Linked DNA regions of Mus musculus: regions 1, 2, 4, 5, 6 and 7 are each linked to region 3. A link is a contact called in public ChIA-PET, Hi-C, HiChIP or PLAC-seq and promoter capture Hi-C data. All regions are on one chromosome and are shown on one strand. The core of a region is the stretch at or near the end of the contact, and the rest is flanking DNA. Distances in the headings are between cores, read along the strand shown. Region 1 holds the start of Spdye4b (speedy/RINGO cell cycle regulator family, member E4B). Region 2 overlaps Trrap (transformation/transcription domain-associated protein). Region 3 holds the start of Lmtk2 (lemur tyrosine kinase 2). Region 4 holds the start of Zdhhc4 (zinc finger, DHHC domain containing 4). Region 5 holds the start of Kdelr2 (KDEL (Lys-Asp-Glu-Leu) endoplasmic reticulum protein retention receptor 2). Region 6 holds the start of Arpc1a (actin related protein 2/3 complex, subunit 1A). Region 7 holds the start of Trrap (transformation/transcription domain-associated protein).

Region 1 (3,446 bases), core at 777-3,276, 920 kb before region 3:
TAAGCCCTTTCTCCCTCAAGCTGCTCTTGTCAAGGTAAATTTTCAAAATGCAAAAATCATCCCAACCTGACTAAAGGAAGATGTCCAAATCCTAGCAAGTCTTTGCCTCCTATAAGGTACAAAAAACGGCACCTCCCACGAGCAGCTGCAGGTGATGGGATGGATACGATTTTCCTTTTTCTAACTCTGCCAAGTAACTCCATTAGCCTAAAGTTATCAGACTGCCTACACAACAGGTCATGACAGCCTGCCACTCGGGTGTATTTTATATTACAATCACCTTTATTCACTCCTTTCTCCACGACCATCCTACTTACTTATTAATTATTCTATGTATGGATGCTCTGCTGCATGTACACCTGCATGCCAGAAGAGGGCGTCAGATCCCTTTAGAGACCACTCCACTACCATTCAAGAACAGACCTTTGAGTAAGTCTTCCAAAATACATTACAAAGGAGTCAGAAAAAAAAAAATTACAAACGGGAAAAACTTACCTTTGATCTGCTCATGTTCTGCTCCTCTTGGGGGAACTGTAGACACTGCTGACTGACCTGCTGGAGGAAAAGCTCGCTGAAATCGGAGATTAACTGGTCTACACAGGGACATGTCTCTCGCCTGGGAACCACCAAGTGAAATCGCAGCTTATACACACTGCAGAGGTGATAGGAAGGAAATCACAAACCTAACTCCAACAGGTGGAATGGGGGGTGGGAGGCGAGGGGGGGCGGGTACAGTTCTATGATGAACACTACGCTGCCTTCTTTTTATCCACGGGCATTTGGTGTAAAGGTGGGGGAAACAAGGGTACTTATTTTATTTCCTATTCAAACTGTTGCAAAATATGTCACAGTGAATGAGGATTCTGGGCACTATATATATATATATCTGGGATCCATGTTCCATGAGGTGACATACATGCAATCCCAACTCTCTGGAGGCGGAGACGGGAGGATCACCCACTACCAGAACAATATGTGCCACAAGGAATCCACGCCTCAAAAAAACTAAAACACAAAAAGGAAAAATGGTCCAGATGGATAGACGTCCGACAAACAGGGATAAAGCGTGGTTTGTTTTCAAACTATCCAACTAAACTTGGTTACTGCTGCATATCTTAAAAAGGGACTAAGGGAAGAAACTAGAAAACAATGGCACTCATTTCAACACAACCTTGATTAAGTCTCACACCTGTCGCAGACTCAGTCTTCCTTCACGAGCAGAAAGAAGTAAAAGCAGATTTTGAGCACTAGACCATTACGATGCCTCAAGGGCAGACTCGGGGGGGGGGGGGACCACAGACAGAGCAAGAGAGCTGATGGACGCTGAGTGACACCGTGGGAATCTGGAGCCCTTGAGTTCTTCAGTGCCTGCACTCTGTCCTCGGGACTGACCGTGCAGCCCAAAGCGATGCAGCTGTCCCGCTGTCAGCCCGACCACCTCGACCCTCCCAGGCGCCGCAAGCTGGGGACAGCGGGGTGCCCGGGTGAACTGACTGGGCACCATCTGTGCCCAGCATCCCTCCCGCAGCCCCGATCGCTCTGCGCCCTCGGGCCTCACCGAGCAGGCGTCTCCGCTGCCCCTGTCAGCCTCCGCGCCGAGCTCTCGCTAGGCCTCCCTAGCCCGCACAGCCGAGTCTGTTCGCTGCCGCCCCGGAAGCTCCGGCCTCGGCCCTGCAGGCTCGGCAACTCCAGCTTAGCGAACGCAAAGGCTGCGGGAGGGAAGGTAGCCTCGACACACCAGACCTGCAGGAAGTCACCACGGCGCAGTGGCCCAGCGCAAGCGCGGGCACGCGCACAGGCCGCGACGCGCATGTGCAGCATCTTCCCGGAAGTCCGAGTTCCAAGGCTCTCCTTTCTCCCCAAGAATTGCACAGAAACTCTGTGTCCCAGACGCCTTCGCGCGCCACTGCATCTAGGGATCCTCGCGCAAGAACTTACCTCCTCCCAGCAGTTTGGGGGAGGTGCTCTGAGAGCAATGGCTGCCTCCAGCCATGCTCTTACCTTCTTGTTTGTCCTCACTCCCTTTGAGCCTGGAGAAACGGCCTGCTGCGTGAAGTCCCAAGTCTTGTCCCTGGCTCAGGACTCCTAAAATAAGAGGAAGATTGTGTTAGAAGGAAAGAAAACTGAGTGTCATTCTCGATTAACCAAACTTCCTTGAAGTACTAGGTACAAGAAATAACCAGCTGTGCTTTACAAAGAAGGAGGCACAAACACTAATGGTGGGTTTCTAGAACATACGTCTAATGCCCAGAAACTCTAAAAAACAGAACCAGAAAGAGAACACAGAAAGAAGAAAACACCTACCTGCAATGTGATCTCTGAAAGGTGATATTTAGGGCCGGGCGACAATGACAGTTTTCAACGATGGTTACATTATGATGAACGGCTCCTCGATTTCTTATTGAATTAATGCAACGACGTTCTTGGCCTAGTTCTTCATAAAGACGTTGGCGTCAAAATTAATAACAAAGCCTGTCAATAGAAAAAGTTCTCTGCGCCGATGCAGAGAGTAACGTTTTCATCCCAGAAGCACCAAGCGCCTTGGAGCGCCAACCCTAGGTAATAAACTGCTGAGCAACCAGCAGGAGACAGAAGCATCACGAATCCCTCTCAGATGCTGCAGGGCACACATGGTCTCAGGAGAAAGGGTGAGCCCTCCTCCTCGGAAGGCCTGCACTGCCATGGGGCACCTTCTCCCAGGTTCTCACCTCACCTGGTCACTGAGGTGCCCACCTGAGCTGGCTCCTATCTCTTAAACCAAAAGCTTCCCTTCCCCGTGGCAAGCAGGGGTTACGTCTCTGAATGAGGGGCCTGGGCTAAACTCCCCAGGTGACAGGGAGATAGGAACACTCTTTTCTCCAGGTTTACATTGCACAGATGGGACTCAGGCCTTTCAGAAAAGGAATTCCTTGCTTGCAGTGAGGACATTCAAGCTCATATAATTTTTGTATTGAGAGAAGATTTCGGTTTGTACACACATACGGAACAAGGGTTGCCAGTCAACAGACTGAGATCCTTCTGCTCTGCACAGATAGGAGAAGCTCAACCTGTGTGGGCCATCCTAGGTCTACTGGCTGGACCAGCAGGCCTACAGGCTTTCAGCTCCAAGTCCTGACCTAGGGCTCTATTGCCTCAGGCTTTAGAAACTAGACACTTAACGTCCTAGCCTTTCACCCACCAGTGACCCTGGCACCCGGCAGTTGTTGTAATATGTGGCCTCCAGCAGAAGCAGCAGGCAGCAAGTGTCCCTGCTAGTGATAATGATCCTAGATGGACATCAGGTATAGTGAGTGACCTCTCAACTACTACAGACAGGACTGGAACAGCTCTTGAGTCCAAGGTAGATTCATAAGTTCCCCAGGTGACAGGGTTGTTCTCTTCCTTGAGGTTTGCAATGCATAGAAAGGGGCTCTTGGGTCTTTCAGAAAAGGAAGTTCTTTCTTGAA
Region 2 (3,549 bases), core at 988-3,487, 690 kb after region 3:
CACCTGTCCCTGTGGTCATGCTTTCCTGTCAGAATGACTCTGGCTGCGCGGCTCTGTGCATGTACACACGACACACTAAAACCTTCCCGGAGGTGCTTGCTCAGGCCCGGTGCCTTATGAAAGGACTTGGGTGTCTGCAGCCTCCCAGACACAGTGTGACAGTTGCCTTTCTTGCTGTGACAGGAGCTGGTGACGAAGTATTCTCAGCAGATGGTGAAAGGCATGCTACAGCTGCTTTCCAATTGCCCAGCGGAGACTGCGCACCTCAGGAAGGAGCTGCTCATTGCGGCCAAGCACATCCTCACCACGGAGCTGAGGAACCGTAAGGCCGCCTGCACTCGCGTGCACTCTCTCGCGCTCGCGCTCTCTCTCTCTCTCTCTCTCTCTCTCTCTCTCTCTCTCTCTCTCTCTATCTCGGTGTTCTTTTTAAATTTCCATTTGTTTACTTTTATGTGTATGGATGTGTGTGTATTACTTGCATCTTTGTACATCTTTGTACCACGTGTATGCCTGTTGTCTGCAGAGGCCAGAAGAGGGCATCAGATTCTCCTGAGACTCAAGTTGCAGACACTTCTGAGCTGCCACGTGGGTGCTGGGAATCTAACATAAGTCTTTACTGAGCCAACTCTCTAGCTTTCTTTTCGTGTGTGTGTGTGTGTGTGTGTGTGTGTGTGTGTGTGTGTGTGTTTCTTTCTGTTTTTCAAGACAGGGTTTCTCTGTATAGACCAGGCTGGTCTCGAACTCAGAGATCCACCTGCCTCTGCCTTCTGAGTGCTGAGATTGATTAAGGGCGTGCACCACTTTTTGAAGATTTATTTTTATTGTCTGTCTGTGTGTTGGGGTGAGGGGTTGCACACATGAGTGCAGGTGTGTGCAGGAGCCTGGAGGCCTGAAATGTACTCGACTCTAGAACTAAGCTTTATGTCAGGCTTGTTCCAGAATGTGTCAGGCTGTGTGTGGGCTTCTCATCCATATTCTTAAGAGATTGTTCTCTTCTGTCTTTGGTGTGACTGTGCCATCTCTCTAGCTCGTCTTGGTCAGTTCTCCAACACTGACCATGAGCCCATCCATGTCTTTGTGGGCAGCTGGTGGGCGTGTGTGGCCCAGCAGAGCCAGCATCTTCCCTCTCAGGGACCATCTTTGTGGTCTTCCCTCTGCCCTGAGCCTGTGAAGGCCTGTGAAGGCCTGTGACATGCTCTCCTGTTTCCTAGAGTTCATCCCCTGCATGGACAAGCTGTTTGATGAATCCATCCTGATCGGCTCTGGGTACACCGCTCGGGAGACACTCAGGTACAGCATTAGTACACATGGACGCAGGGCTGCTTGGTGTGCTTGCTAGGGACAGGATCATCTGCACGTAGCATTGGTAGGGCTCTAATGAATGCAGGTGTGCTGAGCCCTGCTCACTTCCTGGATTTAGAATGGCAGCAAGTTTGAAAGTCGTTAGGTTGTTTTAATTAAAAAAAAACAAAAAAAAAAACCAAACATTTTTCTAAAAATTTTTTTGGTATGTGTGTGCTCACGCACTCATGACAAGGTAGAAGTCAGTGATCAGCCCACACGATTTAGTAACCCAGAGGTCAGTGAGGTTAGTGATCAGCCTGCATGATTTAATAACCCAGAGGTCAGTGATCAGCCCGCACGATTTAGTAGCCCAGAGGTCAGTGATCAGCCCGCACGATTTAATAACCCAGAGGTCAGTGAGGTTAGTGATCAGCCTGCATGATTTAATAACCCAGAGGTCAGTGATCAGCCCGCACGATTTAATAACCCAGAGCTCAGTCAGTGATCAGCCTGCACGATTTAATAACCCAGACAAGCCGGGCATGGTGGCACACGCCTTTAATCCCAGCACTTGGGAGGCAGAGGCAGGCGGATTTCTGAGTTCGAGGCCAGCCTGGTCTACAAAGTGAGTTCCAGGACAGCCAGGGCTACACAGAGAAACCCTGTCTCAAAAAACAAACAAAAAAAAAAAAACAAAAAAAAAAAGCCCAGACAATATTGTTGTATATGCATTCAGTGGTCATAACATATAGAGCATTCATTAACCTATTAACTAACATGTGAGGTCGTCTCACTGTAGCTGTGGGTGACCTGGAACTCACAGATCCACCTGCCTCTGCCTCCTGAGTGCCACCACGCCTGGCACATTGTTAATTTTGAGTAGCAACACCACTCAGTGTGCGAACAAGCCAGTGATCATTTGTGCTCTCACTGGCGTTTCTGCCGGTGTCTGTTATATACTTCCTGGTTAGTTATTACTGTCCTGTCGACTTGACATAATCCAGAGCAGAGGTTCTTAACCCTGGCGGGGTCATGACCCCAGGTTGAGAATGGCTGCCTTAAACTATCTTTGCCAAGAAGCTACCGCCTGCCTGCCTGCCAGTAGCTGATCTGGAAAGCCACCTGACAAGAAGGAGACTCAATGAAGAATTGTCAGATTGGCCTGTGGTCACATCTGTGGGCCATATTCTTCACTGCTAATCAACAAGAGAGCCCGGCCCACTGTGGGTGGCACCATCCCTCGGCGGATGCTCTTGTGCTGTATAAAAAAGCTGGTTGAGTGTGAATGAGCCTGTAGGCTGGGTTCTCCCACTGTTGCTGCTTCAAGCTCTCACTTGAACTCCTTCCTTGAGTTCCTGCAGTGATAGATTGTGACCCCAGAACGTAAGGCAAGTGAACCCTCCCTCACGTCGCTGTGGTCAGAGTTAATCACGGCAACACGTAGCCAGCTAAGACGGAACTTGATGACATGCATGGACGGTAGCTTTCCAGTGTGGACAGCAAGGAGTGAAGCAGGATTAGAAAGGCTGCGCCTTTTAGTTGAGCAGCTGGGAGAGGAACAGGGTTGGGGTGGGGACTAAGGCCATACTGGATCTTACCCCTGTCGGTGGCATCTCCTCCTGCAGGCCCCTCGCCTACAGCACACTTGCCGACCTTGTGCATCACGTTCGCCAGCACCTGCCCCTCAGCGACCTCTCCCTCGCCGTCCAGCTCTTTGCCAAGAACATCGATGATGAGTCCCTGCCCAGTAGCATCCAAACCATGTCCTGCAAACTCCTACTGAACCTGGTGGACTGCATCCGCTCCAAGAGTGAGCAGGAGAGTGGCAATGGCAGAGATGTCCTGATGCGGATGCTGGAGGTACCGACCGCCATGATTTATCTTAAAGCACTGTGAAACGTAGGTGATGAGGCAGCCGGATAAGAGTGTGGCTTGGTAATTAGACTGAGTTGTTGAAGCCTTGCCTCCCCTGCTGCTGGCAGCTGTGCTTGGAAGCTGCTTGTTTCTCTTTAGTCAGCATCAGGGCAGCTTCTTAGGTTCCATGTACTTCCTGGTGCTGACTAGAAGAGATCCCTGCTGGGCAGCCATAGTCAGGCTTCTCTGTCAGTGGAGACCCCAGTCAGTGTGTTGGGGAGGGAGGGATGGAAGGTTTTCCATGGCACTGGAGAGCCACTCTGAATCAGCTGGATCCTGCTCACCATGCTCAGAAACCAGCAGCCCTTGACTCTTGTGTGCATGTGTGGGGCCGCAAAGGCCATCCACCTT
Region 3 (3,483 bases), core at 593-3,092:
TGCTCACATAATAACAAGACCTGCTTTGTGATCGCAGAATGCCTCGTTGTTGGGGTGCATCTTAATTATGATTAATTACCAGGAGGATTATGAGGAAGGGCTTTCACTGAGCCAGCTCTGCTCCTCACAGAGCCTCTTGTCAGGTTGGAGCATGAATTCCCGGCTTCCTTGGATGCAGTGGGTAGAGCTTCCGGATGGAAGTCAACGCACAGCGGGGCAATTGTACCTCCTCTCTAGACCTTTGCCTTCCTTCCCCTCTGCCCAGAAAGATCAGCAGGAAGAGGCCGAGTTGAGCTCAAGTGTCACAGGCCGGCTACTGCTTTCCTCAGGTTTTTAGTGTGGCTTGCCTCGATCAACACCAGACATATTCCCTAGACATCCTGTGCCCCGGGCTGAGTCAGTTAGCACCACGGACAGCTAAGTGTTTACAATGGGTTTTTGGAGGGAGTTTGGAAACCAGGTGAAGCTCTGGGCTTGCAAGTTGCTAAAGTTCCACCTGATAAGATGCAAGGCAGCTCTTCAGGTGTTTTTATTCACAAATTGGACTCCCAGAGTCAGCAAAGGTGGTCTCCCCAACCCCAAGGAAGGGGCTCAGAGCTGTGTTACAGTCAAACACTTTCTCCCTTTCTATTATGTGTGCATGGATGTATGTGTTGTGTGCATGGATGTATGTGTTGTGTGCATGGATGTATGTGTTGCTTGTGTTTGCATGTGATTTGTTTATGTGTGTGCATTTTCTCCACCTGTCCCTGTGTATGTATGTGTGTGTGTGTGTGTGTGTGTGTGTGTGTGTGAAGGCCAGAAGAGTGTCTTTCCTCGGGGTCAGGGTCCACTTTTTGTTTTTGAGGCAGGGTCTCTTATTGGCCCGAAACTTACCTAGCAAGTTTGTCTGGCTTGTCAGCGAGTCCTACGAGCCATCTTTTTTTCTGCCTCTTCAGCAAGCATTGTCCACTAAGGTTAGATTTTCTTTATGTGGATTTCTTGGGGATCAAATTCAGGCCCTCAAGCTTGCAAGGCAAGCAATCTCTTCATTGCATTTGAGACATCTTCTACCTCACCTGGAAGTTGCTCCCTCCTCACACCCATCACCAACACCTAGCACAGTTCCAGTAGAGAACACCCAGGAGGAGCTCCAAGGTGACTCAAGACAGGGCTGCTGTCCTCAAGGGGTTTACAGTCACAGGAACAATAAAACATGACAGTCGGCCCAGGGCTGGGCTAGGTCGGGGCTGTGGATGCTCAGTTATTTGTGGGATTGGGGTGAAGCCATCGATGAAGTCATACATATTCCAGGTGTGTCTTGACGAATGAAAGGATGCGCATCTGCCAGGTGAACAAGAGGGGGCAGGAAGGGCTGGCTGTCTTGGCAGAGGAGCTGGCTTGAGCTCACTGCTACGTCAGTAAGTGAAGTCAGAAACATTCTGTGCTTGATCAATTAAAATTTTTAAAAATTTCAACGTTTCCTCAAGAGCTTATCTGATATGAGGGTCAGCCTAAGAAGAAGAGGCTAAGAAAGTTCTGATAAGTGAAAATGAAGAAAGTAAAACCGGGGATAAAATACCGAGAACCATGTTGGTAAAAATTAGAAAAGAAAAATAAAAAGTAGGAGAAAGAGAGACAAAAGTCCCAGATTAAATTATGTGGGTTATTATGGACTTCTTTATATCTTCCTAAAATAATTGTCGATGTTACCTGCTGCCCACGCCTCATTCCTCTGTCTGCAGGGGGCGCACCGATCGCCACCTTGCCGCCTATGGCTGAGAGGGTGGGGCTCCCGGAGTCAGTATGGATTGACGATTGGCTGGTCCAGGTGTCGGTCCCGGCATCCCGCCTCAGCTCTACGTCACATGACGCAGCCCATCATGGCGGCGGGAGCGCGGCTGCCTGGGCCCGCGGCTCCGCAGGCTGGGCGCCGTTGCTGCTGTTGAGGGGCGGCGGCGGCGGCGGTGGCGGCGCTGACGGGCGGGAAGGATGATGCTGGCTCCGAGGCCAGAGCGGCGGATGCAGACCAGGAACAAGGTTGACGTTTGGCTAAAGAGACGTGTGTCCCGAAGCAGCCGGCGCCGGTGTCGCTGAGGCGGCGCGGAGGGCTGACCGACTGACTGAAGGCGGCGACCCGAGAGCCGGCCCCGTGGGGGACCGCGCGGTGGACGAGATGCCGGGGCCGCCGGCGTCGCCGCCGCCGCCGATGCTCCTGCTGCTCCTGCTCCTGACGGTCGGCTGTGCCCGGGCCGCGCCACTTCCGCAAACAGGTGCAGGTGAGCGGAGCCCGGGGGCTGCGGGGCCGCTGCGTCTTGCGGGGCGGCGGCGAGGGCGGCGGGCTTGCGGGGTTGGGCCACCTCTGCGGCGGATCGGAGGCCTGCCGAGGGCAGGAGGCCGCGGGATGCCCGCGATCTCAGGGAGATTTCTTGCCGCAGGGGCGTGGGATGGGGGGCGGGGGCGCGGCGACACGGTGGGGGTTGGGGAAGACGGCGGGGCGAGGTGGCAGCGATGGGTTCCCCTACCTCCCGGGGGACTCTTTTTCCCGGACTCTTAAACTTGTTGCCCTAAAGGTACCTCCAGCTTCTGTCCTCGACACTTCCTTTTTTTTTTTTTTCTTCTTCCAGATGTCACCTGCCTCTGGTGGCTTTTCTCCCGTCTTATTATAAGAACCGTTTCTTATTTCTCGTCATTCCTTAAATGAAACCAATGACTCGCGGAAGCTGTGCAGTTTCCTTGGCTCACCGAAACTTGTTCTAAAGTTGTAAATTGATTTTAGATGCTGTGGTTGTTGGGCTATTGGTTTATTTATCTGTTTATTTATTTATTTTTTCGGAATGAGTCGCTGGGGATGAGAAAGGAACAAACGATACATAATTTTGTTTTAGGAAGCTAGTGACTGGAGTAGCATAGCAGCTTTTGCGTATCCACTGACAAATTGGCCTGAGGGTAATTGAACTATTTCAGCGAGTGATTCTCTTTTCAAGCTCTCAGCCCTTCTGTATTTTCTGCATATAGTTTTGATTTGGAGTTTATAAATAAAACTTCAGCCAAAGAAACCATCTCAGAAATTTTAAGAAAAAAAAACAAATCTAGGCTAACTTTCCATCATTACGGCTTTCTTTCTTTCTTTCTTTTTTTTTTTCAACGAAGGGGGAGGTATTGACATTTCAAAGAACTTTAGAGGTTGGAAGAAAGCTTAAAGATAATTTAGTCCAATTTCTTCATCTTTTGCTTTGAGGATCCTGGAACCCTGGTGATCAAAAGATATACTCAAGGTGACACAGCCAAGTTGTAGTTAGATTCAAACTTAGGTCTTTGATTCACCTTGTCTTGTGATTCTACACCCACCTCCCAGTTTACTTAAAGTCTTAACTGTCTCTGGAACGCACCTGAGGTCAAGGTTTAAGGGCAGAACTGCCTCCGGTCAATATGGGAGTTTCAAAAAAATCTACAATGAAAGAGGTGTAATGGCTTCCAGAACTACCCTAGGTTATATGCTAT
Region 4 (3,098 bases), core at 483-2,982, 770 kb before region 3:
GTATGATGTGCTCCCTCTCTGAACCTATCCTCTCTGAACCTATAGCTCACAAGCTCAGCTAGACTGACTGGCCAGCAAGCCCAACAGAGCCTACTGTCCCCCTCCCCCATGCTGGACTGTAGATCTGCACTGCCAAACCAGAAGCATAGATAGACCTTTACATTAGGATTTGTAACAGAAGCAAAATCACACGTGTGAAGTAGCAAGGAAAGTAACTTTATGGCCGAGGGTCCCCACAACATGAAGAACTGTATTAAGAGGTCACAGCATTAGGAAGACTGAGAGCCTCTGGGATCTGTAGCTCGGACCTGGAGCTCAACGTTTTGTGGCGAGGCTGACATGCATTAAAGCACACTCACGTTGGTGCTGGGGATCCAAGCTCAGGACTTTGTGCTTGCACAGCAAGCACCCTCACTCACCGAGCGAGCTCCCAGCCCACCAACCCCTTGTTTTTTGAGACAGGATCTGACTATGCAGGCCAGGCTAGTTTGGAACTCAGAATTCTCCTGTCTCAGCTTTCAAAGGGTTGGGATTCCAGAAGTGCACCACCACACCCAGCAATACACCCTTTTACATCTTTAAATATTCACATGGATACTGATAAAGTCCTGCAAAAGAACCTGCGCCGACCTCATCAGAATGAGCAACTCCTAGAGGTAGTCAGGGTCCCACACCCAAACTTGGGCATATTTAACAGGTCAGTGGTCATGATGTCACCCATCACCCTCCAGACCAGAATGATGAAATATAAAAAGCCCGTGTTAAGAAACTGGGAACACTGACATTGGCTTTACGAGGCAGGATTCTGGACCAAAATTCCAACGCAGAGAATCAAAACAGAAACTATTAACAAAAAGGAAACAAACAAAAAAATGCCATTCTCACAAGGTAACAGGGCTCCGGTCTACATATTTCTCTAGGTCGGACACTTCCAGCGGCACCTTTTGCGTTCATTTCCCTTTGCCACATCCAAGGAGAATTCAGATAGCAGCTCCGCTTGGGCAGCGCCGTGAATTTGGCACGCGCAAAACTGGCGACATGGTTGTTCCAGGAGGCTGGAACCGGCTGCGGAGACAATCAAACGCAACACTTACATACTGCTGAATAAGTCTCCATGGCAGAGTGCACTGTGAAAGGCATTCAGAAGTAGAGGATGCTGTACCGCTGCTGACCTGGGAAGAAAACTTCAAAGTCCACTAGTTTGGGGGTCTATCATCCCTCTAGCTGTCACTGTCACTGTCACTACGCCTATCACTGAGGCGCCCACACCGGGGTCCAGACGCATGGTGAGGTTGTCCACATGGGGTAGGGCCCCAGTCGTTTCCCTTTGCTGGACACTTTCCGGGTACATTATTCAAGGCCCTTGCATGCTTGAGGTCACAGAATCTGCAGCTGCGGGGAACCAGGGAAGGGCAGTGGTGAATGGAGCCCATCCCACAACCAGATCCCGGACGCATCAGGCTCAGAGGAGACAAGGGAGGCTCGGAAGCAGGCTGGGAGACGGCAACTACGTCCGGAGCCCGGACAACGACTGGAAGAGGAGGGGACACAGCGAGCGGGATGCAGGGGGCTCGGAGAGGACTGTGCTCTCACTCAAACACGGGGTCCCGACGGCCGCCGCCCAGCCGGGGTGTCACAGAGCCTTCCGGAGCCGCCTTACCCCAAACCGGGCCAACCGTCCGCCGCTGCCGGCGGACCCCAGCGGAGCGCTCCCCAAGACTTCCGGCGCGTCCATGGCGTCATCAGTGCCCGCGACGGAGGCGACTTCCGACGGAAAAAGTAGCGGGAGGCCGGAAATTATTGTCTTTGGCCTCTGGTTCTGCGAGCCGATTGTGTTTTCGTACCGTCGTAGGTTTTCTTTCTCTTTTCTTTTTCTCTTAACGTTTGTCTTTCTCCCTCCCTCGTCCTCTGCTCTCTCTTCCTTCGCACTTTTATTATTACTTGACAATTTACTGCCTATGTACGAGTCCTTCGTTCTCCCAACCCCGTCCCATTTTCGTGGCCTTGATTTGATTCTTGTGGGTGTGTTTGCTTGTTGTGATCCGCTGAGTGTAATTCTGATTTCTTGTATGTGCGTAGATTTAAAAAGCTATTTTCTTTTTCTTCTTTAAAAAAAAAAAAAGATTTGTTTTATTTATTTTATGTGAGTCCAATGTCGCTGTCTCCAGACACACCAGAAGAGGGCATCAAATCCCATTACAGATGGTTGTGAGCCACCATATGGTTGGGGGGATTTGAACTCAGGACCTCTGGAAGAGCAGTCAGTGCTCTTAACCGCTGAGCCATCTCTCCAGCCCTAGCTATTTTCTTTTTAAGAATTTCTTTCCAAAATATGATCTCAGCTAGGCATAGTGGCCCATGACTTTATTCACCGCCCTAAGGAAACAGAGGCAGGTCTCTCTGAGTCAGAGGTCAGCCTTGTTTACATGAGTTCCGGGACAGGCAGGGCTACATAGCTAGACCTTTTCTAAAACAAAACAAAACAAATGAGCAAACAAAATTAAAGTCCCACCAAATTATACCAGGCTGGCCTTGGGCTTTTGAACCTCCTGTCTCAGCCTAACTTTGGTTGGGATGGCAGGCACACCTAACACAGGAACTGGAATTTTCGAGCACTTTTGACAGAATATGAAGGCTGTCTTGGGTCGGTGCAGGAGAACTGCTGGACTGTGCCGAGCCTTTGCATGTCCTGGCGGGAACTCAGCAGTAACCCTTGACCACCCAGCAGGTACCTAGACAGGGACACCTGTGTCTTCCTGGCAGACACACCACTGGGCCCTGTCCCAACAGTCCCAGCATGTTCCACTGCAGGGGTCACAGTATGTCCCCCTGTGAGTCAGGTTCTGCTGACCGCATGCCCCTACTCCTGCCATCTCTGTGCACAGCTTTAACGTCCTCCCTGTGGGGAGCAGTGACTAGTGTTTTATCCCTGAGGATAAAAAGGCTGTTTTGATAATGGGCAGGCTTGGCTTGAGAGGAGCTGCTGCTAAACATAGCACTGAGAAGGTTCCTGGAGGGGATGGGGGTGCTGCTTTGTCTGAGTGCCCCCCAGGTCCTCCGAGAACTATTCTTGACGCCTCTGAAAAACAGGTTCCCTT
Region 5 (3,217 bases), core at 149-2,648, 700 kb before region 3:
TGGGGATTGAACTCCAGACCTCATGTATGGCTAGTGACTGCTTTATTAACTGAGCCATCTCCAAGGTAACCCATGACGCATGGGTTAGTGCTTCAGCCCCATCTTCCCACCCTGCTCCATCATTTAAGCCTCCAAGTTTCTTCTTAAATGGCAAACAAGAAACACTGTAAATCCAGAAAGATTGCTGACACATGTCTGCGAGAAACACAGCCCAGATCTCCAGCACCCACATAAATGCTAGGCTGTGTTGAAGCCTGGGAGATAGAGACAGGGGATCCCTTCGGCAAGCTGGCCTGCTAGACTAGCCAAATCAGCAAGCTCTGGGTTCAAGTGTGATGCCTTGCTTCAATATATAAGGTGTAACAGGATCTAGAAGGTCCTAGAAATAGCTGGCCTCACAGCCTACACATGTGCACACACACGTGTGAACAGACATATAAAAGCAAAAAGAAAGAAGAGGAAGAGGAGGGAGAGGAAAGAAAAAGAAGTGGTGGGGTTGCTCAGCGGCTAAAGGGGCTTGTCACCAAGCCTGGAGATTTGAGCCTAGTCCCAGGAACCAACAAGATGGAAGGAGAGAACTGGGCCTGACTGGATGTGCCCACACAGTCCACAAATAAATTTTTATTTTTATTTTTATTGTTTCAGGGGTGTGTGTGTGTGTGTGTGTGTGTGTGCGCGCGCACACACATGAAGGCACCCTCAGAGGTGAGAGGTGTCAGATAGAACTGGAGTTCCAGGCTGTTGTGAGTCTGCAGTTGTGGGTGCTGGGACTCGAAATCAGGTCTATTAGAAGAACAGCAATTGCTCTTATCCACTGGGCCAGCTCTCCATCCCTAATACAAAATTTTAATGTAATTTTAAATAAAAATTAATAGATTTTGACAGATTTCTTATGACTTATTTTTATTATTATTTAAAATGTGTGTGTTAGTTTGTGTGTGGGTGTGTGCATGGGCGTGCAGGTGCTCTCAAAGGCCAGAAGCAATGAATTCCCTGGAGTTGGTGTTAAAGGTGATGTAAGCTCCCCGAGGTTAGGAGCTGGGCATCGAACTTCGGTCCTATACAAGAGAAGCTGGAGTTCTTAATCACAGAAATTTTAATCTTGCTTTCTACCCTCGCAATGCCTCTGAGATAGGTATTTCTGCTATCTTAGTAGGGAATGGAAAAAAAAACAAGACAATACTCACAACTGAGTGGCATTTCAAAAACTTAGAGAAGGAAATCGCTGGCACCTAGGCGGAAACCCTGGAGACGGAAATTGCGGAGGACTCTGGGTCCTCAGTTGACCGTCCACGCGGGATGTAAAGTCCGGCTGCTCACCGACGCTGGGCCTTTAAGGGGCGTGGCGGGGGCGTGGCCCCAGCGGTCGCCCGCTCTCCCAGGCTGCCCCGCGCGCGCGACGGCAGTTCGGCCACGTCCCTGGCCACGTCGCGCCCGCTCCCGCCATCTTTCGCCGCTTCCTCTCTCCGGGGCTGCTGTCGCCGCGTCCCGAGTCGCTGCCTAGCTCCGGTGCCGCTGTGCCGCGCCGACCGCCGCCGCCATGAACATCTTCCGGCTGACTGGGGACCTGTCCCACCTGGCGGCCATCGTCATCCTACTGCTGAAGATCTGGAAGACGCGCTCCTGTGCTGGTGAGCGGCCGCCGGGGCGAGGCGCGCGGGGCAGGAGCGCGCGCGTTTGGCCCATTCGACCGACCCATTCGGCTCTCGGTCGTTCCGGAGGCTTTGTGCCGGGCTTGCGATGGCCAGACACACCCATCTCGGCCTGCTCGGCGGGCAACGAAACCCCTCCGAGTGTGCACACGGGCTGGGGTGTCCGTCGCAGCTCTGGGCCCCCCAGTTCTGCGCTTGGTCCGCTCGCGAACTTGATCCGTCCTGGCTCAGCGAGCGCTGGCGTAACTGCCCCCGCGTCCTGCTGCATCTGAAAAGTTTAGCACGGGATCTGTGGGGCTCTAGTGGGCGTGTCCCTCTCCATGGGACTTTTGGGGGGCGCCTCTGAGTCCCCAGGAATCAATGGGAGACTTGCTCGAGGAGGATGGATAGGACCACAGACTAGCTGGGCCTGACGTGGCAGCCAGGCCACCCGCGAAGGTGGGGCTGGCTGGAGGAAGAGGGGCATCCTGCTATTCATTCTGTTATCTTCAAGGACAAGCAGAGGATGGGATGTGGGGGCAGGATGGTGTCAGGTCTGGCCTGTGCTTACAGTTGATGAGGCTACAACTCAAGCCTTGGGGTTCGGGATCTCATGCGTCATAAAAAGAGATGTGGATCTTTTAAGTGAGTTGCTTGGCATAGTTTTCATGTTACTCTGAGAAGCAAGCTAGTTTTTCATCCTTGAGTGTGGCCGTCTAATAACTGGTTCTCTTAAACTGCCAGCGCTGGGTACCACAGAGGCCTCTGTTCTCGGCTAGTATCCTTGCTCCACGTCACCATTGAGTTGGCGCTGTACCTCCCTCAAACTACATTGCAGAGAGGCAGTAGAGTGAACTTTCCTCACATAATAGCTGTGGACTTCTGCCTTTCGTTAAATATTAGGAATCTTACAAGTTTTAGATAAGTTCTTGGTGAGTGTGATGGTGCTTGCCTGTAATCCCAGCACTCGAGAGGTGGTAACCTGAGGTTCAGGAATTCAAAATGAGAATGGACTACATGCTGGTCCTGTCTCCAAAAACACCCCCTGCTCCCCAAAAACCCATTAATTAATTGATTGATTAAATAAATATATTCTTAAAATACTGTCCTTAATGCTATGTCCCCAAATGAAATAACTTTGTAAACTCAAATTTAATTTTTTTCAGAGACAGCAGAAAATAGAAGTCCTAAAGGCCCTGGGTGATGGAGACGCCACCTATCTGGTTTATTAATAACACCTCATCTAAAGTAGCACCGCCCCTTTGACTCTGCTCTCTGAAGGTCTCATCTCTCCCTGGAACATAGTTGAGATCCAGGAAGTAAGCACAACCCAAAAGACCTTTGCCCGATCGAAGTGGACGTCACAAAGTCCTTGTACTGAACCAGGGGATCTGACTGGGAGGTGAACTGGGAGCCCAGTGTGGGATTCAGAATGACAGTCAATTAATTGCTTCAGTTGCGATAGGTGTGCATTAAGTAGTCAGCTGAGTGTTATAGCGCTCCTCTCAGGCAGTACTTAAAATAACCATGTCAACGGTCCCCGGACTGGATGAGGGAACCGAGTCTTAGGCAGGTTAGCAGGCTTT
Region 6 (3,490 bases), core at 341-2,840, 980 kb after region 3:
GCTATAACCCTCCTATCCGATGTTCCCACCAATGCAACTCTGCTAAATGTTCTGATGTGTGGCTTTCTCTTGTCCTGCAACTATAAAAGTTCACCCAAGGCCAGCGAGATGGCTTGGTGGGAAAAGCGCTTGCTGAACAAGTCCGACCACATGAGTTGGATCTCTGGAATCCGTGTAAAGGTGAAAGCAGAGAACTGAGTTCACAGAGCTGACCTCTGACCACCATATGAGTGCTACCCACTCACACAGCACACACACACACTCACACTCACACACACACTCACACACACACTCACACTCACACACACACACACTCACACACACACACACACACACACACACACACACACACACACAGACCGATAATAATTCTAAAGACCATAACGCAACTGTTTTCAAGGTGGGGCAAACACTTAGGGTAAGGAATCCGAGCACTGCTAAGCAATGCTCATGGATATTTGACTCGAAATAGACTATTCCCTTATTTCTGTTAGGGCAGTGTTTACTGTCCACTGGGTCAAATATATAGACCACCACAAGACAAGGACTGGGGTGCCTACCTCTAGTGGAACCTGGGTACTTAACTGGTTGCTTCATAATTTCTACCAGAGCAGGGGCAACAGTCTGACTGGATGTAGCATTCAGGGCAGTTCTTATAAATTGCATCTACATAGAATACACTCTTTCCATGTCACCATTGCGCCTTCTTGTGGTGTCATTGTGGGTGCAGGAACAAGTGGTCCTGATCTAGGAACAGTCAAGGGGACTCTTAGGTAGACTTGAGACTTTCTACTGAGGGTCCAGGACAGGGACAGTCCGCCAGGCAGAAAATAGTCACCAGTTCTGACCCACCCTCTATGAAGGAACACAAACATAGTTTCAAGGGCTGGCAAGATGGCTCAGCTTAAAAGATTGTATTGTTCTCGCTGAGGACCTGAGTTCAGTTCCCAGCACCCACATGGTGTAACTTACAATTCCAGCTCCAAGAGGATCTGTTGCTCTCTTGGCCTCCAGGGGCACCTGAATTCACATGCGTATACCGACACAGACATCCATATAATTCTTTTTTTTTTTTTTTTTTTTGGAGACAGGGTTTCTCTGTGTAGCCCTGACTGTCCTGGAACTCACTCTGTAGTCCAGGCTGGCCTCAAACTCAGAAATCCACCTGCCTCTGTCTCCCAAGTGCTGGGATTAAAGGCGTGCGCCTCCACCGCCCAGCCACATAAATATTTTTATTTTATTTTATTTTATTTTGAATTGTTCTTCAGAACCACAAAGCCTGAGAGATCCTAGCTCAGTAATTTGTAACAAAAAGCACTTGAGAAGCTCCCAACGCTGCACACTTGGGCCATGGTTCAGAAATGTGTGTGTGTTAAAACCTCCTTAAAGAAAGGAGTAGGACGCCCATCCAGTTCCACAAGCACGCCCTAGCGCTGACGAGCGGCTGCCTCACCTGAGCAGCAGCCGCTCTTCAGACAGAACACGCCAACAAAGGCTACGTTCTGCGCCTGCGCCTGCGCCAAGCGCCAGCTGAGAGCGGCCGCTCTGCGCAGGCGCTCCGGTCACTTCCGGGATCTGTCAGCCTCTCCCTCTAGGCCTCCCTCCTCCGTCCGCGCCCGCCGGAGCCAGTTCGCGTCGACTGACCAGAGTCCGCGAATCGTCCGCTCCGGACCTCCAGACCTCCCCAACCTCAGGTAAGGAGCCACAGGGCGGAGAGTCTGGCCCGGGTCGCCTCCATTTTTTTTTTTGTATGTTCTATGGCACGCGGGGGCGGCGGGCCCAGGGCTGTTAGGCGCGGGGTCTGGAGCTGAGGGGCCCGGGATCTCAGCCCTTCGTGGTTACCTCTGAGTCCCTGGTGCCCCCCTCACACACAGACCGAGCGTTTCTGAGCACTTTCCAGCTGCCCTCCATCTCGGATGAGAGAAGGAACAACTCGGCTTCCGACACCCCCATAGTACCATTTGCACCCCTACTGTGAGCATTTACCACAATCTGTAAAATTAGTTTAGACGGGCGGATCTCCCCCCCCATCCCCCGGTGGCTTGTCACGAGTATCTGTTCATCTCGTCAACATCTAGGATGTTGCCTAGAGCAGCCTCCGAACCGTCAGTTATTGGGGAACCCTTCCCAGCAAGAGAAAGCCCATCTTTCCAGTAACCTTAAGATTCCCTAGCTCTAGCCCCCGCCCCCGCAAGTCAGACTTGTACTCTCCTCTGCACCCGTATTCATAGGGTCCTTTATGTAGAACCCTCCGAGTTCCCGTTTGACTCTGCCACTTTGTCAGGTGTCTCTGGGAAGGTTGTTTCTTGGTGCCTCAGTTTCCCCAGCTGCAGTAAGAAGATTCTTAGTCTACTTGGTTTTATGGGTTTCGCGTGGAGTTCGTGTGCTTGAGTTGCTTACAGCAATTCCTAACCCAGAGAAGCTGTTCAAATGATCTGATAATAAATGATAGCCATTACTGGTGCTTCTGAGACTTTCAAGGCATATCTGCCTTCCTTTACTTTCTGCTCTCTTTCCTCCGGAGAAGGACATGAGGACAAGGATTTATTCATGTTCCTGGCCCCGTTCAGATACTGAACACTGTTGGGAACATGGGAGGCACTTAATAAATTGCAGCTTAGAATCTCTGAGTATAAAGCCATCTGTTGTCATGGTGTGTTTCTCTCCTATCTTCTCCTTGCCCAGTTTCTGAAATGACCTAGGTTGGCATCCTATTTTATCAGTTCCCTTAATCTTTTGGTTTCCTAGTAGGCCTTAGGATTTCAGGTCTCTATAAGTTATCAGTCCCGGGTGTTTACCCCATTAGATCAAGTCACTGGCTGTCTCAGGGGTGGGGGTTGGGGGAAGGCTTCTTCAATTCATATGCTGTTCACAGCTGAGAGGACCCATTGGAAATTGCAGACTCCTTTAGAGGATGGGTGGCAGTGTTTTGAATCTAAATTATCTAGTGTTAGGTCAAAATAAGTTCTCTACAGGAAGTGTGGAGATGGTCTGATGAAGCTGGAATTTCTAATGAAGCCTGTCAGAACATTGGTAGGGCGTGGTGACCTGTTGGAGCACAGGTATCGCTGGGCTGGGTAAGGAGAGCAATTAGAAACTAGATGAAAGCCGGGCGTAGTGGCGCACGCCTTTAATGCCAGGACTCGGGAGGCAGAGGCAGGCGGATTTCTGAGTTCGAGGCCGGCCTGGTCTACAGAGTGAGCTCCAGGACAGCCAGGGCTATACAGAGAAACCCTGTCTCAAAAAACCAAAAAAAAAAAAAAAAAAGAAAAAGAAAAAAGAAACTAGGTGAATCAATGACTTGAAATTGACCCTAACAGGGAATGGAAACTCTAACTTATGTGAATTTGTCAAGTCCCAGTGGAATGGGGTCAAGACACCAACATGTCCTTCTAGGACTGGTTCAAAGCTTTGTGTCAGAGGAAGAAAGAAAACCAATTTACTGGGCTTCCAAGATGGCTCCACCACTAAAGGCTAGGCTTACAACCCA
Region 7 (3,482 bases), core at 561-3,060, 670 kb after region 3:
TTGATAGAGTTGTCCCTTTCGGTTTTTTTTGTTTGTTTGTTTGTTTGTTTTTTGTTTTTTTGGTTTTTCGAGACAGGGTTTCTCTGTGTAGCCCCGGCTATCCTGGAACTCACTCTGTAGACCAGGTTGACCTCGAACTCAGAGATCCGCCTGCCTCTGCCTCCCGAGTGCTGGGATTAAAGGCGTGAGCCACCACACCCGGCTGAGTTGTCCCTTTCAAAGAAAGACCTTCGTCCTCATCTGGGTATCACAGGATACCCCTACTCCCCACCACGTTTCTTCACCGCTCTGGCTTGGCTTGAGGTCTGTCACCTTCCAATTTTGTCTTGAAGGGAGGGCATCAGCTACAAGCGGGACAAATGTAGTTGTCTCAGGGTGACCTAGCAGCATAACACCCGAGTTTGCCTTTAAGCCAACTGGATGTCAGTCTATCTGCCCCTATCCCAGGCTGGTCTCGAACTCAGAAATCCGCCTGCCTCCCCCCCCCCGGCCCCCCCCCCCCCCCCCCCCCCCAGTGCTGTGATTAAAGTCTTGCAGGAACTACTTCACTCTCAGGCGGCTGATCAGCAATAGAGCGCTGGCCTAGTGGATGTGAAGCCCTAAGTTCAACACCCAGCATTGCTGGAAGAGGAAAAATAAAATCTCAGGGAAGGAAGTCCAGCCCTGAAGGCCACACATACACACACACACACACACACACACACACACACACACAGCTGGCCTAGTGGATGTGAAGCCCTAAGTTCAACACCCAGCATTGCTGGAAGAGGAAAAATAAAATCTCAGGGAAGGAAGTCCAGCCCTGAAGGCCACACATACACACACACACACACACACACACACACACACACACACACACACACACACACAGTGAACCAACTGGAGAGGTATTTCGGGTGTCAATCACCCTTCAGTCTGGTTCCTGCGAGGAAAAGGGACACGGGGTTGGGTGTGGAGGCGATGACGAATCTTGAAGCTGCAGCAGCCCAGAGCCCCACCGGCCTAGGTGCTCAGCAGATAGGTCACCCAGGCGATGATTTAAAAGGACAGCACGCCCACCCAAGGCGGCAGACCGCCCCTCCCTGCCCCGCTGCCCGCCCAGGCCGCACCCACTTGGGGGCGGTGCGCCCGAGCTTAGTTCTGGTGGGCGGACGCCGCGGCTTTAAGCCGGGGCGGGACTGAGCGAGGAGCAGCAGCGGCGTCGGCGGCGAGAGTTCTTGGGGACTCGGGCCCGGATGCTGGGGGCTAGTCGGCAGGTCCCGGTAAGCGCAAGGGAGGGCGGGTGAACGGTCCCGGGAGATGCACGCGCGTGCGTGTCTCAGGCGTGGGAGAGAGTCGGTGCAGCACGACGGCTCCACGGAGAAGTGGAGAAGGCTGTCCCTGCTTGACCGAGGTCCTTCCGGCCCCCCAGGAGCCCTCCTAAACTAGATCAGCCACACTGCAGCATTTAGTCCTCCGCGGCGCCGGGCTGCGCTGGAGCGGATGGAGGGACGCGCAGCGCTAGCGGCCGCGGAGGTTGGCCCTCGGCGCTTGCCGTAGCTCAGCGGCCTGCTGGGGGGCAGTCGCTGAGAGTCCCGGGAAGGATCGGCGACAAAAGGAGGGAACCCGAAGGCCGTTTGCGACGCGAAGGGATTGAGTGAGGAGTCGAGGGGGCTGCGGCACCCCACCAAAGCCATCCTGGCATCTGCGGGCCTCCACGCAGGCTCCTGGCTCTCTGGGCCAGACGCTGAGAGTGAAGGTAGCGGCGGCTACGGCGCCCCCTGGCGGCCCGGAGGCGCGTTGTCCAGCCAGCCGGGCGTCGTGGGCGGGGCGGACCCGATGGAGGACGGCGGGCTGTGGGGCCGTTTGCCTTTTCCTTACCTGGGTGGGGACTCCGTGGGCTCGAGGGCATCCAGGCCTGAATCCATATCCTCTCGAAAAGCTCAGAACCTCCTTCCAGAATCCACAGGCGGATAGGGTAGCCCCCTGCTTTCAGGTTCTTGGCCCAGGGAGAAGCTAGGCCTGGTCCCTGGGAGGATCGGGTGGGAGCTCGGAAGTGGCACTTTTACTGAGTGGCTTATAAAAAGGAGATTAAGTGTCGCAAAAGTTTGCGCAGATGATTGGGCTATAGCTCAGAGGGTAGAGTGTCCCCCTAGCACACCAAACCCTGGGTTCGATTCCCCAGAACCTCCTAGCCCTGGGGTGATGGTACACAGGCCTGTCAGGGGTCGGGGCTGGAAGCTCAACAATCAAGGCCAACCGTACATCTACATCAGCCTGCTCCTCCTACCCGAGCTACACAACACCGCCTCCACAGCAGAAAAGCTAGATAAAAAGTTTGGCCAGGATTAGGGCTTCTGTTTTGTTCTTAAGAATGCCTTGACCCTGAGTCTAGTTAATAGTCGGTGAGTATGAGGGACCTCCAGTGTTTGAAGGAGGAACTCTGATAGGAAAAGCAAGAGTTTGCCAAGTCACGGTAGCAAGGCTGATAGTATCCTTAGCTTTTCTCTTCTCTCCCTAGGAACAGGGTCTCTGGTATTATGTAGGCCTGGCTGGTCTAGAACTCACAGAGATCCACAGAGTCCTGGGGTTAAAGGCGTGCACTGGCACACTCAGCTTTTTATTTTTTAAGCATTTGCTTGTTTGTGTATGTGTGTTCGGCATGCATGTGGAGCTAAGAGGTCAGCCTGTGGGACTCAGTTCTCCCCCTCCACCCTGTGGTCACATATCAAGATAGGTCTCCAGGTTTGGCTCCAAGCGCTTTACCTTATGAGCCAGGAGTCAACGTTCCTGTTTTCCAAGTCACTGTGGTGCTTTTAAAGTATGCTTTGGGGCCGGTGAGTTGGTTCAGTGGGTAAAGGTTGCTTGCTGCCAAGCCCGATGACCCGAGTTCAATCCCTGAGACCCACACGGTGGATGGAAGGAACAGACGTCCCACAAGTGGTCCCCTGACTTCCTCATGTGCTGTGTGGCACACACCTTCTTCCACCCCAGTTAAGAAAATGTAATGATAAAAAGCATGCTTTGTGTTTTGTGCCTCGACTGTAGATAAGATCCACAGTCTTTGAGGTAATGCTTAGGAGAATAGTTTATTATTTATACAATACTGGGGGATAAAACCCAGGACAAGGCTCTACCATGATGTAGTGTGTATATTTTCCCAAGGTCTCAGGTAACCCTGACTAGCCTAAAATTCACTATGTACAACAGGCTGGCCTCTTGTCCCCTGCGTGCTGGGATTAAAACCATTTGCCCCCATGCTTAGCTGGTTTTATATTTTCTTAAACTGGTTGGGGTGGGATGGGGGGAGTATTGAAGAAGAGTAGTATTTCATGATGAATTCAGATTATGCAAAAGGTGTCCTTAAGCCCTCCTTTTTGTTTTGTTTTTTTGTTTTTTGAACACCGCTGTTGTCATTCATTTATGTGTTAGTGACTCCTTCCTGAGTGCTGGGGAACTGGGTAGACATTGCACAACTACAAAGATTCAAACATTTCCTGTGT

The links. Promoter capture Hi-C pulls out the DNA fragments that hold promoters and counts their contacts. A called contact is a pair of places that touch in the nucleus more often than the background predicts. ChIA-PET counts read pairs in DNA pulled down with a chosen protein or histone mark. HiChIP or PLAC-seq counts read pairs in DNA pulled down with a chosen protein or histone mark.
Region 1: a FOXA1 HiChIP or PLAC-seq map of pancreatic cancer cells shows a contact between it and region 3. The contact joins the promoter of Spdye4b here to the promoter of Lmtk2 in region 3. A contact is called at or near these places in 1 of 39 promoter capture datasets (liver) and 1 of 115 datasets of contacts at active chromatin or transcription factors (pancreatic cancer cells).
Region 2: a promoter capture Hi-C map of liver shows a contact between it and region 3, with 2.6 times the contacts expected there. The contact joins the enhancer-like site here to the promoter of Lmtk2 in region 3. A contact is called at or near these places in 7 of 39 promoter capture datasets (the 3T3-L1 cell line, the SN4741 cell line, cranial neural crest and 4 more) and 1 of 115 datasets of contacts at active chromatin or transcription factors (pro-B cells).
Region 4: an RNA polymerase II ChIA-PET map of memory CD8 T cells shows a contact between it and region 3, with 8 read pairs. The contact joins the promoter of Zdhhc4 here to the promoter of Lmtk2 in region 3. A contact is called at or near these places in 1 of 484 Hi-C or Micro-C datasets (CD4 T cells) and 3 of 115 datasets of contacts at active chromatin or transcription factors (large pre-B cells, memory CD8 T cells and stem cell-derived neural progenitor cells).
Region 5: an H3K27ac HiChIP or PLAC-seq map of embryonic stem cells shows a contact between it and region 3, with 3 times the contacts expected there. The contact joins the promoter of Kdelr2 here to the promoter of Lmtk2 in region 3. A contact is called at or near these places in 2 of 39 promoter capture datasets (fetal liver and hematopoietic stem and progenitor cells) and 3 of 115 datasets of contacts at active chromatin or transcription factors (embryonic stem cells and large pre-B cells).
Region 6: a Hi-C map of CD8 T cells shows a contact between it and region 3, with 3 times the contacts expected there. The contact joins the promoter of Arpc1a here to the promoter of Lmtk2 in region 3. A contact is called at or near these places in 4 of 39 promoter capture datasets (the HPC-7 cell line, cranial neural crest and liver) and 1 of 484 Hi-C or Micro-C datasets (CD8 T cells).
Region 7: a Hi-C map of CD8 T cells shows a contact between it and region 3, with 4 times the contacts expected there. The contact joins the promoter of Trrap here to the promoter of Lmtk2 in region 3. A contact is called at or near these places in 9 of 39 promoter capture datasets (the 3T3-L1 cell line, the C10 cell line, the SN4741 cell line and 6 more), 4 of 484 Hi-C or Micro-C datasets (B cells, CD8 T cells, Th1 cells and 1 more), 10 of 115 datasets of contacts at active chromatin or transcription factors (the 230-238 cell line, the SCID.adh cell line, bone marrow-derived macrophages and 7 more) and 3 of 9 other capture datasets (adipose tissue, embryonic stem cells and liver).

The regions. Positions count from the first base shown.
Region 1 is chr5:143,178,991-143,182,436 of GRCm38.p6, forward strand. It overlaps Spdye4b (speedy/RINGO cell cycle regulator family, member E4B), which reads left to right and starts at 2,027. Exons shown (of 8, transcript NM_001384193.1): 1 at 2,027-2,648. The coding sequence starts at 2,631. It overlaps Rbak (RB-associated KRAB zinc finger), which reads right to left and starts at 1,785. Exons shown (of 5, transcript NM_001045482.2): 1 at 1,559-1,785; 2 at 496-552. The coding sequence starts at 510.
Region 2 is chr5:144,786,449-144,789,997 of GRCm38.p6, forward strand. It overlaps Trrap (transformation/transcription domain-associated protein), which reads left to right. Exons shown (of 71, transcript NM_001081362.2): 12 at 184-322; 13 at 1,212-1,290; 14 at 2,910-3,144. Among named protein-coding and RNA genes, the nearest start is that of Gm23995, 14 kb to the left of the region's middle. Within about 2 kb of position 2,238, at least 3 of the 459 cell types and tissues checked have an H3K27ac peak or open chromatin away from gene starts, as enhancers often do. A contact at or near this core is called in liver, where this site is marked.
Region 3 is chr5:144,098,519-144,102,001 of GRCm38.p6, forward strand. Lmtk2 (lemur tyrosine kinase 2) reads left to right here and starts at 1,843. Exons shown (of 14, transcript NM_001081109.2): 1 at 1,843-2,258. The coding sequence starts at 2,156.
Region 4 is chr5:143,327,506-143,330,603 of GRCm38.p6, forward strand. It overlaps Zdhhc4 (zinc finger, DHHC domain containing 4), which reads right to left and starts at 1,733. Exons shown (of 8, transcript NM_028379.5): 1 at 1,661-1,733; 2 at 886-1,065. It overlaps 0610040B10Rik (RIKEN cDNA 0610040B10 gene), which reads left to right and starts at 1,803. Exons shown (of 2, transcript NR_027874.1): 1 at 1,803-1,848.
Region 5 is chr5:143,402,422-143,405,638 of GRCm38.p6, forward strand. It overlaps Kdelr2 (KDEL (Lys-Asp-Glu-Leu) endoplasmic reticulum protein retention receptor 2), which reads left to right and starts at 1,399. Exons shown (of 5, transcript NM_025841.4): 1 at 1,399-1,631. The coding sequence starts at 1,541. Gm20635 (a long non-coding RNA gene) reads right to left here and starts at 1,321. Exons shown (of 3, transcript XR_868670.2): 1 at 1,188-1,321.
Region 6 is chr5:145,082,279-145,085,768 of GRCm38.p6, forward strand. Arpc1a (actin related protein 2/3 complex, subunit 1A) reads left to right here and starts at 1,591. Exons shown (of 10, transcript NM_019767.2): 1 at 1,591-1,694.
Region 7 is chr5:144,766,984-144,770,465 of GRCm38.p6, forward strand. Trrap (transformation/transcription domain-associated protein) reads left to right here and starts at 1,811. Exons shown (of 71, transcript NM_001081362.2): 1 at 1,811-1,864.